2 separate regions of the Mus musculus genome follow, and region 1 is linked to region 2. Evidence: chromatin contacts called from public promoter capture Hi-C data. All regions are on one chromosome and are shown on one strand. Each heading gives the region's core, a stretch centred on a gene start, on an enhancer-like site or on the middle of the called end of the contact. The rest is flanking DNA. Distances are from core to core; before and after follow the strand shown.

Region 1 (5,133 bases), core at 116-2,615, 670 kb before region 2:
ATCTGGGCAGATGCTGCAGGGCCCTGAGGAAAAGCATCACTCCCCCTTCACGTCACCAAGTCCCCAAGTCCCATACTCCCTAGATATTTGCAGGTTCCCATTACAGCCTGTCATGAGGACCCACAGGCTCACACATTCCAAGGTCATTGATTTAGGGTTTTCTGCCAGGCACTGTCCTAGGCTCTAAGGATTCAGGGTTGAACAAGACACAGTCAGTGGTCTCCAAAAGCCAGCGGAAAAGGCAGGAAAAAAATGAGCGTGACCATTGACAGTTGGTAGAAAGTCCAAGGGGAGACACAGGAGCAGGGTCTGAAAGGGATTAGAACTGATCATGAGACAAAGAAAAGAGATCTTTGAAAGCCAAGGGTGTGGAAAATGGCCTGGAACTTCAGAGAAGGTTTTAGGAATGGGGCAGGATAGGAATGGCCACTAGATAGCAAGGCATCATTAGATAACTAACTAGGGACAAGATACGGAACGCCTTCTCTGCCAGCTTGAGTTTGGAAGCTATTTTGATAGTGGAGAGAAAACCCTTAAAGGTTATAAGCAGAGCGAGGGGTGGAATGTCCTTCCACCAGCAGGTTTGTGAGGGAAAGAGCCTGGATGAGAGGTGGAGAGGGTCCAGGGATTCTAAGACAGTCCGTGCAAGAGACGGAGATGGGAACTGGGTGATGGTCCGAGTGATGGAAATGGAGCGCACAGACAGAGACATTGCTGAGTGACTGCGGGGAGTGAAGAGGGGCGGAGAGAGACGAGGAGGAGAGAGCAGCTCTGCCTTCTTGCTTGGGCGAGGATCATTCTGTGCGAATGATTCCATTCCAGAGAATGGGCTCTGGAAGAAAGAAGTCAGGGTGAGTTTGGGGCTCGGTGAGGTATGAATTCCAGTCAGGCCTGGGGGAAGAGGGAAGCAGACCACTATGGCTCGTGGCTGAGCTGGGGGGCAGAAGTCTACACATGTGAACACATCCCGTTTCTCATCAGGACTTCGGCTTTGGGAGCCGTGACCCGGAAGCTGCTGATGCCTGCCCCTGTCAAGGTTATTCTGGTTTAAGCTTTCTCTCCCCGATGGCGTGGGATTTCATGCTTTTCAACTCTCCCTTTAAACGGAAATGAATAAAATGATTTTCGTCCTCCGGTGGGGATTGAGAATTTTTCCTCTTTCAGCTCTGACACCTGCTACTGTTTCGCTAGCTATTAAAGGTCTGTGTGACCGGGTGGCATGCCTCTGGCAGCGCTAAATGAGTACAGGAGAGCCTAGAGAAATGTCAGGAGACAGGTGTTAAAAAGTGACGCCCAACAGCAGGAAGCAAGTAGAAGCACCGTCGCCTGTGCCCTGCCTCCTGCACAGCGCCACCTCTGTTACAGGCTCTGCAGCTCTGCTGCCCCCCTCCCCCCAAGCCTGCTCGAAGCTCCTCTCCACAGACTGCTTCTGTGTGCTGAGTGCTGGCTTTGCAGGGTCCCTCCCTAGGGGAGGCTGCCCTCCTTGCTGCCTCACCACCTGTACCAGTTTCTACAGTGCTGTAGCAAATTGCTGCATGTGCAGGCTAAGACAATACAGATTATTTATTATCTATTATATCTATTACCTGTTTTGAAATTATCAATTGATAGTCTCAATTTTGAAATCAGAAGTGTGGCACAGGTTTTCCTGGGCTAAAATTCAGGTTCTGGGAGGATGTGTTCTTCTTGAAAGTTCTGTGTGAGGAATTGTGAGGAATGTCTTTTTTTTTTTTTTTTTTTTTTTTTTTTTTTTTTTTTTGGTTTTTGTTTTTGTTTTTTCCTTTTTCTAAGCTAGAAATCTCCCTTGTCCCTTGGCTCTGAGTCCCTTTTCATCATCAAGCCAGCTCTAGCAGGTCAAGGCCATCTCATCTAGTATGGCTCAGGCCTCCCCTCCTACCTCCGTTGTGTGGTTTTGAAAGGCCTGCATTTCTTCCTCTGTTTTGTGTTACGGTAGCAGAGTACCTTCTGGCTGGGTGCTGATTTCTAATGAGCATGAATTTATTTGGCTCGTGTCTTTGGAGACTGAGAAGTCCAAGGTCAAGGATCCACAGCTAATGAAGGCTTTCTTGCTGATCACAGCCTGATTGAAGGCACCACATGACAAGAAGCCATGCAAGTGTGACCCCCACTATGAGAAAGTCAAACTCACTTTTGAAACAAGCCCATACTCCTGATAAACCCAGTCCCTGGATGTCAACATTAATTCATTCATGAAAAGAGAGCCCTTGGGATCTAGTCAACTGTAAAGATAGCACCTCTCTACATGGCTGCAAGGGGGGGAGGGTTACGTTTCCACACATGGGACTGGAGAATGGAGCACAATGAAACTACAGCATGATGTGATCAGATTGGGCCCATTTGAGAACCCAGACTCATTCCTCTAGCTTAAGATCAGATGACATGGTTGGCCATGTAATGTGTTCTTAGGGACAGGAAGTGTGATGTGTGTGCCTTTGGGGACTCCATTGTCTCCATTCTGTCGACCTTTCAAAGGGTAACTCAGGCTTATTTCCTTCCAGTAACCACACCAGACTCACAGCATTTACTTTAAAACCACAGTGTGGTGATTTTGCTTTCCTGTTTCTCTGCCTTGTCTTATGATGGTTTGGATCTTAAGCGTTCTCCCACAGCCCATATGTTAAAGGCTTGGTTGCCAGCCCATGGTGCTATTGGGAGATGATGGAACCATACTGAGGTAGACCTTAGTGAATGAAGTTAGGTTATTGTAGGTGTGCCTTTGAAGAAGACATTGGGGTTTTAACCCCTTCCTCAGCCAAAAAAAGGCCTCTACTGGGGTCTCCTGCTGTGATGTACTTATGATACAACCATACCCCCAATGTGACAGAGCTAAGTGACTATGAACTCCCTGAAACTGTGAGCCACAGTAAGTTTCTCCTTCTGTTGCTTTGTCTCCAGCATTTTGCACCATTGATAGAAAGCTGATGGCAGCATTTTGTTCCAGGCTCTGTTGAAGACTGGGGCCAAGGCTCTCTACATCCGAGTTTCCCTGCCCCCTAGCAGATCCTCGCCTTCCTCACAGAGGATAGGGTATTGTGAAAATGTGAGAACTGATCAACTGAGGGGTCTATTTACCTCTCACCATCGGTCCATTCCAGAATGGAAGAAATAACCGAGTTGATAATTAAAAAATAATAATAATTACTTGTCTATTCAAAACACTCAAAGGAAAAAATTCCAAAATGTAATTTACAAACATGGCCAAAAAAAAAAATTAGTAAATACAATGTCAGGATACGAGGTGATCAGAACTGTGGTGGCCAATATAGGAGCCACTGGGCACAGGTGGCTGTTTACATTTAGAGTTTAATAAATTAAATTTAATTTATTAAGTGTTCACTTGCCTATATTAACTGCATTTCAATTACTCTGAGCTATATGTGATAGGTAATTACTATACTGCACAACCCTGCATACATCACAGAGTTCCTGGAAGTCCTTTGCACAGTATAGGTTTAGATCTAATGAAAACTCTGCAGGCTATGCTTGAACTTGTATGTTTATGTTGGAAGAGTCAGAAGTAGTTGTGTCTGGCAGCGGGCATGGGGGAATAAAAGGGGTGGAAGAGAACCCGTGTCCCGCCAGAGTTCCGGTGCTCTGGGCGGGAGTGGGGGTGCAGAGGACTGCTGAGCACTCTCCACGCGGACCCCCAAGTGGGTGTCTGGCTGTGGGAAGGACCCAGTCCTCTGGGGTAGGGGTGGGGTAGTGGACAGGGGGCAATCTTGGACACCCCAGATGCCACTGTATGTGGAGGAAGAGCTGAAAACAAAGTGGGGGCCCCCCATGGGCAGCGCAGCCAGCCTCAGGGCCGAAGGGAGGAGGCAAGGGGAGATGGGGCACTGGGTGGTTCCCACACGGGCAAGAGTTTAAGCACATTTAAGCACAGTGGGCCTTGATGAGCAGAGATAGTCTATGGTTTAGAGCTTTATTGTAAAAAGGCAAAGAGAAAGAGAGAAGGTAAGAAGAAAGAGAGGCCAGCCATGGCCACATGGAGAGAAGGGGGCGGGGCGAGGGGAGGGAAAGAGAAAAGGAAAGCTAGAGATGAGAGTAAGAGGAAGCCAAAGGCTGTGTTGATGTCTGTGGCCTGTGTTACCACTGAAGCCCAGACAGATGTCCGTGGTCTGAGCTTCTACCATGGTGACGTCAGTGGGAGTGGGAGAGTTGTGCTTACCCCTCACAAGAGAGCTGGCCCCACCCACTGCCAGCAGCTGCAAGCCTTTCCTCAATTGATGGCTTTTTCCTAAGTCTTTCTCCTAAGACTAGGAATGCTTCAGTGAGGATATAGACAACACAAAATGGACTCCCATCCCCTCCTTCTTTTATTGGCAGGGAGATCTCAGGAGAGGCAGGACAGACATGGGTGGACTAGGAGATAGGTGTGATTAAATATGTGATGTGAGAATCCCAAATAGTCAATAAAAAGTAAATAAATGAACAGACAGACAGACAGACAGATTAACCCTACAGTCTTAATGAATCAGGGTCCCACCCTCATTTAATTCCAGTTAATTTCCTATAGTCATGTCTCTAAATCCTTTTAGGAGAGACGCCTTTGTGTCTATGGTTAATATTGGTTGAATAAATAAAAGGATGGAATGAACTTGGAAAAGACTATGTATGTTGAGATGTGGCTGTGTTTTAGTCAATGCCACGTGGATAACATTGGATCTGTGGAAAGAGCATTAATTCACAGATTCCTGTTGTTATAACAAGGTTGACGCTGCTCGGTTCTCTAAGGAAGAAAGCATTAACACATACTGGTTGACCTACATACATAAGACATGATCTAAGGATGTAACATTAGGGGCTGTTCATGTCAGTTCGTATTTTAAGGACTATGCTTACACTCATGCATGGAGGCTTTTGTTAGGGAATCTTAAGTGTAGTCATACTGACTAACATTTATTGAGCAATTGACCTACTGAATTCTTAGAGTTGCCAGAAGAAGTGAGTGTTCTTACACCCTTCTTACGGCAGTTAGTCAGAGGTTACAGTGAGCAGTAAAGACTTCAAAGTTGGCTTTTGGATGGCAATCTGCTCCATTTATCCCTGCTCAGCACCACCACCCACCTGCTACGCCAACCTAGTTCCAGCCACAAATGCCTGGAGAGTTGG
Region 2 (4,819 bases), core at 628-3,127:
GGCCGACTAGGCCATCTTTTGATATATATGCAGCTAGAGTCAAGAGCTCCGGGGTACTGGTTAGTTCATAATGTTGTTCCACCTATAGGGTTGCAGATCCCTTTACTCCTTGGCTACTTTCTCTAGCTCCTCCATTGGGAGCCCTATGATCCATCCATTAGCTGACTGTGAGCATCCACTTCTGTGTTTGCTAGGCCCCGGCATAGTCTCACAAGAGACAGCTACATCTGGGTCCTTTCAATAAAATCTTGCTAGTGTATGCAATGGTGTGAGCCTTTGGATGCTGATTATGGGGTGGATCCCTGGATATGGCAGTCTCTACGAGGTCCATCCTTTCATCTCAGCTCCAAACTTTGTCTCTGTAACTCCTTCCATGGGTGTTTTGTTCCCAAATCTAAGGAGGGGCATAGTGCCCACACTTCAGTCTTCATTCTTCTTGAGTTTCATGTCTGAACCCCATTTTTAAATTGGGTTATTTGGTTTGTTGACGTCTAGTTTCTTGAGTTCTTTATATGTTTTGGATATCAGACCTCTGTTGGATGTGAGGTTGGTGAAGATCTTTTCCCAATGTGTAGGCTGTCATTTTGTCCTATTGACAGTGTCCTTGCCTTACAGAAGCTTTTCAGTTTCGTGAGGTGCCATTTATTAATTGTTAGTCTTAGTGCCCGAGCCATTTGTGTTCTATTCAGGAGGTTGTCTCCTGTGCCAATGCATTCAGGCCTACTTCCCATGTTCTCTTCTAACTACAGGTTTAGTGTATCTAGTTTTATGTTGAGGTCTTTTATCTGCTTGGATGTAAGTTTTGTACAGGGAGATGGAAATGGATTTATTTACACTCTTTTACATAAAGACATCCAGTTAGACCAACTCCATTTGTTAAAGATGCTTTTTTTTTATATATATTGCATAATTTTGACTTCTTTGTCAAAAATCAAGTGTCCATGGATGTGTGGCTTTACTTCTGGATCTTTGACTTGACTCCATTGATCAACCTGTCTGTTTTTATGACAATATCAAGTGGTTTTATCACTATTGCTCTGCACTACAGCTTCAAATCAGGGATGGTGATACCTTCAGAAGTGTTCTTGTACAGGGCTGTTTTAGATATCCTGGGGTTTTGTTTTTCCATATAAAATTGAGTATTGTTCTTTCAAGATCTATAAAGAATTGTGTTGGGATTTTGATGTGAAGTGCATTGAATCTGTAGATTGCTTTTGGTAAGATGGCCATTTTTACTATGTTAATCCTACCAATCCATGAGCATCTGAGATCCATCTTACACCCATCAAAATGGCTAAGATCAAAACTTAAGCAACAGCTCATGCTGTTAAGGATGTGAAACACAGGAACACTCCTCCATTGCTGGTGGGAGTACAAATGTGTACAGTCACCTTGGAAATCAATTTGGCAGTTTCTCAGAAAATTAAGAATAGATCTATCTCAAGACCCAGCTATACCATTTCTGGGCATATACACAAAGGATGCTCCACCACACCACAAGGATACTCACTCAACTATGCTCAAGGCAGCTTTATTTGTAATAGCCAGAAAGTGGAAACAACCTAGATGTCCCTCAACTGAAAAATGGGTAAAGGAAATGTGATACATTTATACAATGCAATATCACTTAGCTGTTAAAAACAATGACATCATAAAATTTACACCATCCTGAGTGAGGTAGGCCAGACCCAGAAAGACAAACATGATATGTACTCACTTATAAGTGAATATTAGCTGTAAAGTAAAGGATAACCATGCTATAAATAACAGACCCAAAGAAGCTAAGTAACAAGGAGGGATCAAGGGGGGATGTGTGAATCTCACTGACAAGGGGGAATAGAACACACATCCATCACAGATGGCAGAGGGGACTGGTTGGGGGTGGGCATGGAGATAGGAACAGGAGAGATCAGGTGGGAGGAGGACAGAAGGAGACAGTACTGAGAAAAACAATTGGAATCAGGAAGTGGGTGGCATCTCTGGGACAAGCTAGAAACCCAGGGCAATGGAATCTCCCAGGAACCAATGAGGGTGATCCTAACTAAGACTCATAGCAATAGGGGATATGGAGTCAGAAGAGGAGCATCTCCTGTAACCAGGCAAGACTTCCAATAGAGGGATTGGGACACCAACCCAGTGAAAAACCTTCAACCTAAACTTTTTCCTGCCTACAAGGTATGCAGCGTAATGATGGCGCAGAAATTGAGGGAAGGGCGAACCAATGACAGGCCCAGCTTGAGACCCATGCCATGAGAGGGAGCCCTCCCCTGACACTGTTAAGGATATCCCGCTATAATTGCAGATGGGAGCCTAGCATAACTGTCATCAGAGAGGCTTCACCCAGCACCTGATGGAAACAGATGCAGAGACCTACAGCCAAACTGCAGAAAAGAGGGAGGAAGGATTGTAGGAGCCAGAGGGATCAAGGAGACGACAAGAAAGCCTACAGAATCAACTCACCTGGGCTCATAGTGACTCACAGAGACCTAACTGCCAACCAGGGAGCATGCATGAGACTGAGGTAGGTTTTCTGCACATATATTACATGTGTGTAGCTTGGTCTTCTTCTGGGACTCCTAACAGCAGGAGCAGGAACTGTCTCTGACTCTGTTGCCTGCCTGTTTAGGACCCTTTCACCTTACTAGGCTGCCTCATCCAGCCTCAATAGGAGATGTGCCTAATCTTCCTGCAACTTGATACAATATGCTATGGCTGGTTGATATGCATGGGAGGCCTTCCCTTTTCTGAAAAAAAAAATGGGGTGGATTGGGGAGGGGGGAGTGGAGACTGGGCAGAGAGGAGGGAAGGGAAACACCAGTGTCATAGAGTATCGCCTTATGTCTTTAAGCTCTCGTTCCACTTTAAACCAACTGAAGCTGCTGGGGATGCAGCTCAGTAGAGAGCTTAAAGCACTGTGAGGCTCTGAGTTCTACCCCTAGCCCTGCAAAACCATAACCATTCAAACCCCCTGAGACTTAAAGACGATCCCAACTCCATGAGTACAGACTATGTTAGTTACTAAAATATCTTTTGCACCTAAATATGCCCAAGATATAGTTGGGAAACAATATATGCTTGTGAAAAAAAAAAAACTGTGGGCCCAATTAAAGCAAGAAAGGCAAAGTATACTTGAACTAATACATGTCATGATCATACCATAAACAAGATGGTGCCTAAATAAACAGGTATGCTTTGTATTTAAAAGGTTAAGGAATGGTTGAGAGTATACTCATGAGTAGAACACTTGCCTGGTATCCCAGATGGTCTCGTTTGTTGACACTGACCAAAACCAACTTGAAGCCAGGGCAGAAACTCAAGCAGGAACCTGAAGACAGGAATTCAAGCAAAAGCCATGAAGAAATGCTACTTCCTAGTTTGCTACTTAGGGCTCTCTCAGCCTGCTTCTTATCCAATGCAGGATGACCTTCCCCAGTGACACTGGCCACAGTGGGTTGGAGTTGGGCCCTCCCACATCATTAGTCAAGCAAATGCTTTTAGCCTTGCTTACAAGCCAATCAGATGGAGGCATTTTCCCAAGTGAGGTTCCCTCTTTCCAGATGACTCTAGCTTCTGTAAAACTGACAGAACAAGTAAACAAGACAAAACTAACCAACCAGCATACCTCGCTTGTACAAGGTTCTATACTCAATTCACAGAACCAAAACAACACCACAAAAGTTTAAAGTATATTTCTAGCATTTTTTCATAGTTCTCCTGCTTGGCAACACTATTGATGAATGGACCATCGACTGCTCTGGTCACACTAGACAGGTGAACTTCTCCTGCATGGACAATCAAAACAGCACTTGGGTTACCTAACAAGTATTGTCTGCCCCATGGTAGGGTCCAAGACAGAAAAAAAAAAAAAAAAAAAAGATGAGAGTGCCTAGCCAGGTTACAAGATTCTCTCATCTCTAGATCTCACTTGTTCTTACCTGTCTAGAATGTAACTAGGGCAATCTGTGCTGGTTCAGAAAGGACAGGACATGTTAGGAGGCAGAAACTGATCCAGTAGAAATGGACAGCTGGAAATAAGAATCCATGGCTTGAACCTTCTCTGATCTTGTAAGCTAGAATGAGGACTTGTGCTGGTAATAAAGGCTTCTTCCACTGAAGGCTATGTTTGAAGTTGTTTGGTTTGGGACTCAGAGGGTCTAGTCTTAGTTACTTATCTATTACCATGACCATGACAAAACATTATGACCAAGGCAACTTATAAAATGAAGCATTTACTTGGGGGCTCATGGTTCCAGGGGGCTAGAGTCTGTGACCGTTATGGCAGGGAGGATTGCAGTCCAATCAATTTAAGCTTATCCCGAACTAGATTACAAATAAATAAGACTCCGACTATGGTTATTTTATTTGGCTCTGACAATTACTGGTGGGTCACCCCTAATCTACTCTTCAGCCTGCCTACCTCCCCAGTGGTGTACCCCCAGATACTTGTTGTTTCTCCTGGCCACACATTCATGGTCCACCTCCCTCATGGCTTCTTCCTTTCTTCTCCTTCCTCCTTCCCTTCTGCTCCCACCTCCCTCTTCTCTCTTCCCCACCCCCAACCAAGTAACTCAAAACTCACCTACTTCTAATCCCTCCAGTAATTGCTTGTAGCCAGTTTTATTTAACCTGTAATTTCATATCAAGGAACAAGGTTTGTACAACAAAAGCTTGTAAACATGAGAATTCACTTGTAGGCCTAGACCTTCAGGTACAAAATTTGGCATTACAATGCAAAGCAACAGACCAAACCTCAACAGAAGATAGCAGTAAGCAGGCAGGCTTACTGACAGCAGCAGCCGAGAACTTAACGTGTTGAGAC

Evidence for each region. Promoter capture Hi-C pulls out the DNA fragments that hold promoters and counts their contacts.
Region 1: a promoter capture Hi-C map of hippocampal neurons shows a contact between it and region 2, with 2.4 times the contacts expected there. The contact joins two enhancer-like sites. A contact is called at or near these places in 3 of 39 promoter capture datasets (the C10 cell line, cranial neural crest and hippocampal neurons) and 1 of 115 datasets of contacts at active chromatin or transcription factors (memory CD8 T cells).

Annotation. Positions count from the first base shown.
Region 1 is chr12:77,785,868-77,791,000 of GRCm38.p6, reverse strand. Gm35488 (a long non-coding RNA gene) reads left to right here. Exons shown (of 4, transcript XR_381712.4): 4 at 982-1,133. Gm35440 (a long non-coding RNA gene) reads right to left here. Exons shown (of 4, transcript XR_381711.3): 4 at 4,373-5,133. Among named protein-coding and RNA genes, the nearest start is that of Gm35488, 24 kb to the left of the region's middle. Within about 2 kb of position 1,365, at least 76 of the 459 cell types and tissues checked have an H3K27ac peak or open chromatin away from gene starts, as enhancers often do. A contact at or near this core is called in hippocampal neurons, where this site is marked.
Region 2 is chr12:77,114,184-77,119,002 of GRCm38.p6, reverse strand. No RefSeq gene overlaps it. Among named protein-coding and RNA genes, the nearest start is that of Gm35189, 62 kb to the right of the region's middle. Within about 2 kb of position 1,877, at least 2 of the 459 cell types and tissues checked have an H3K27ac peak or open chromatin away from gene starts, as enhancers often do. A contact at or near this core is called in hippocampal neurons, where this site is marked.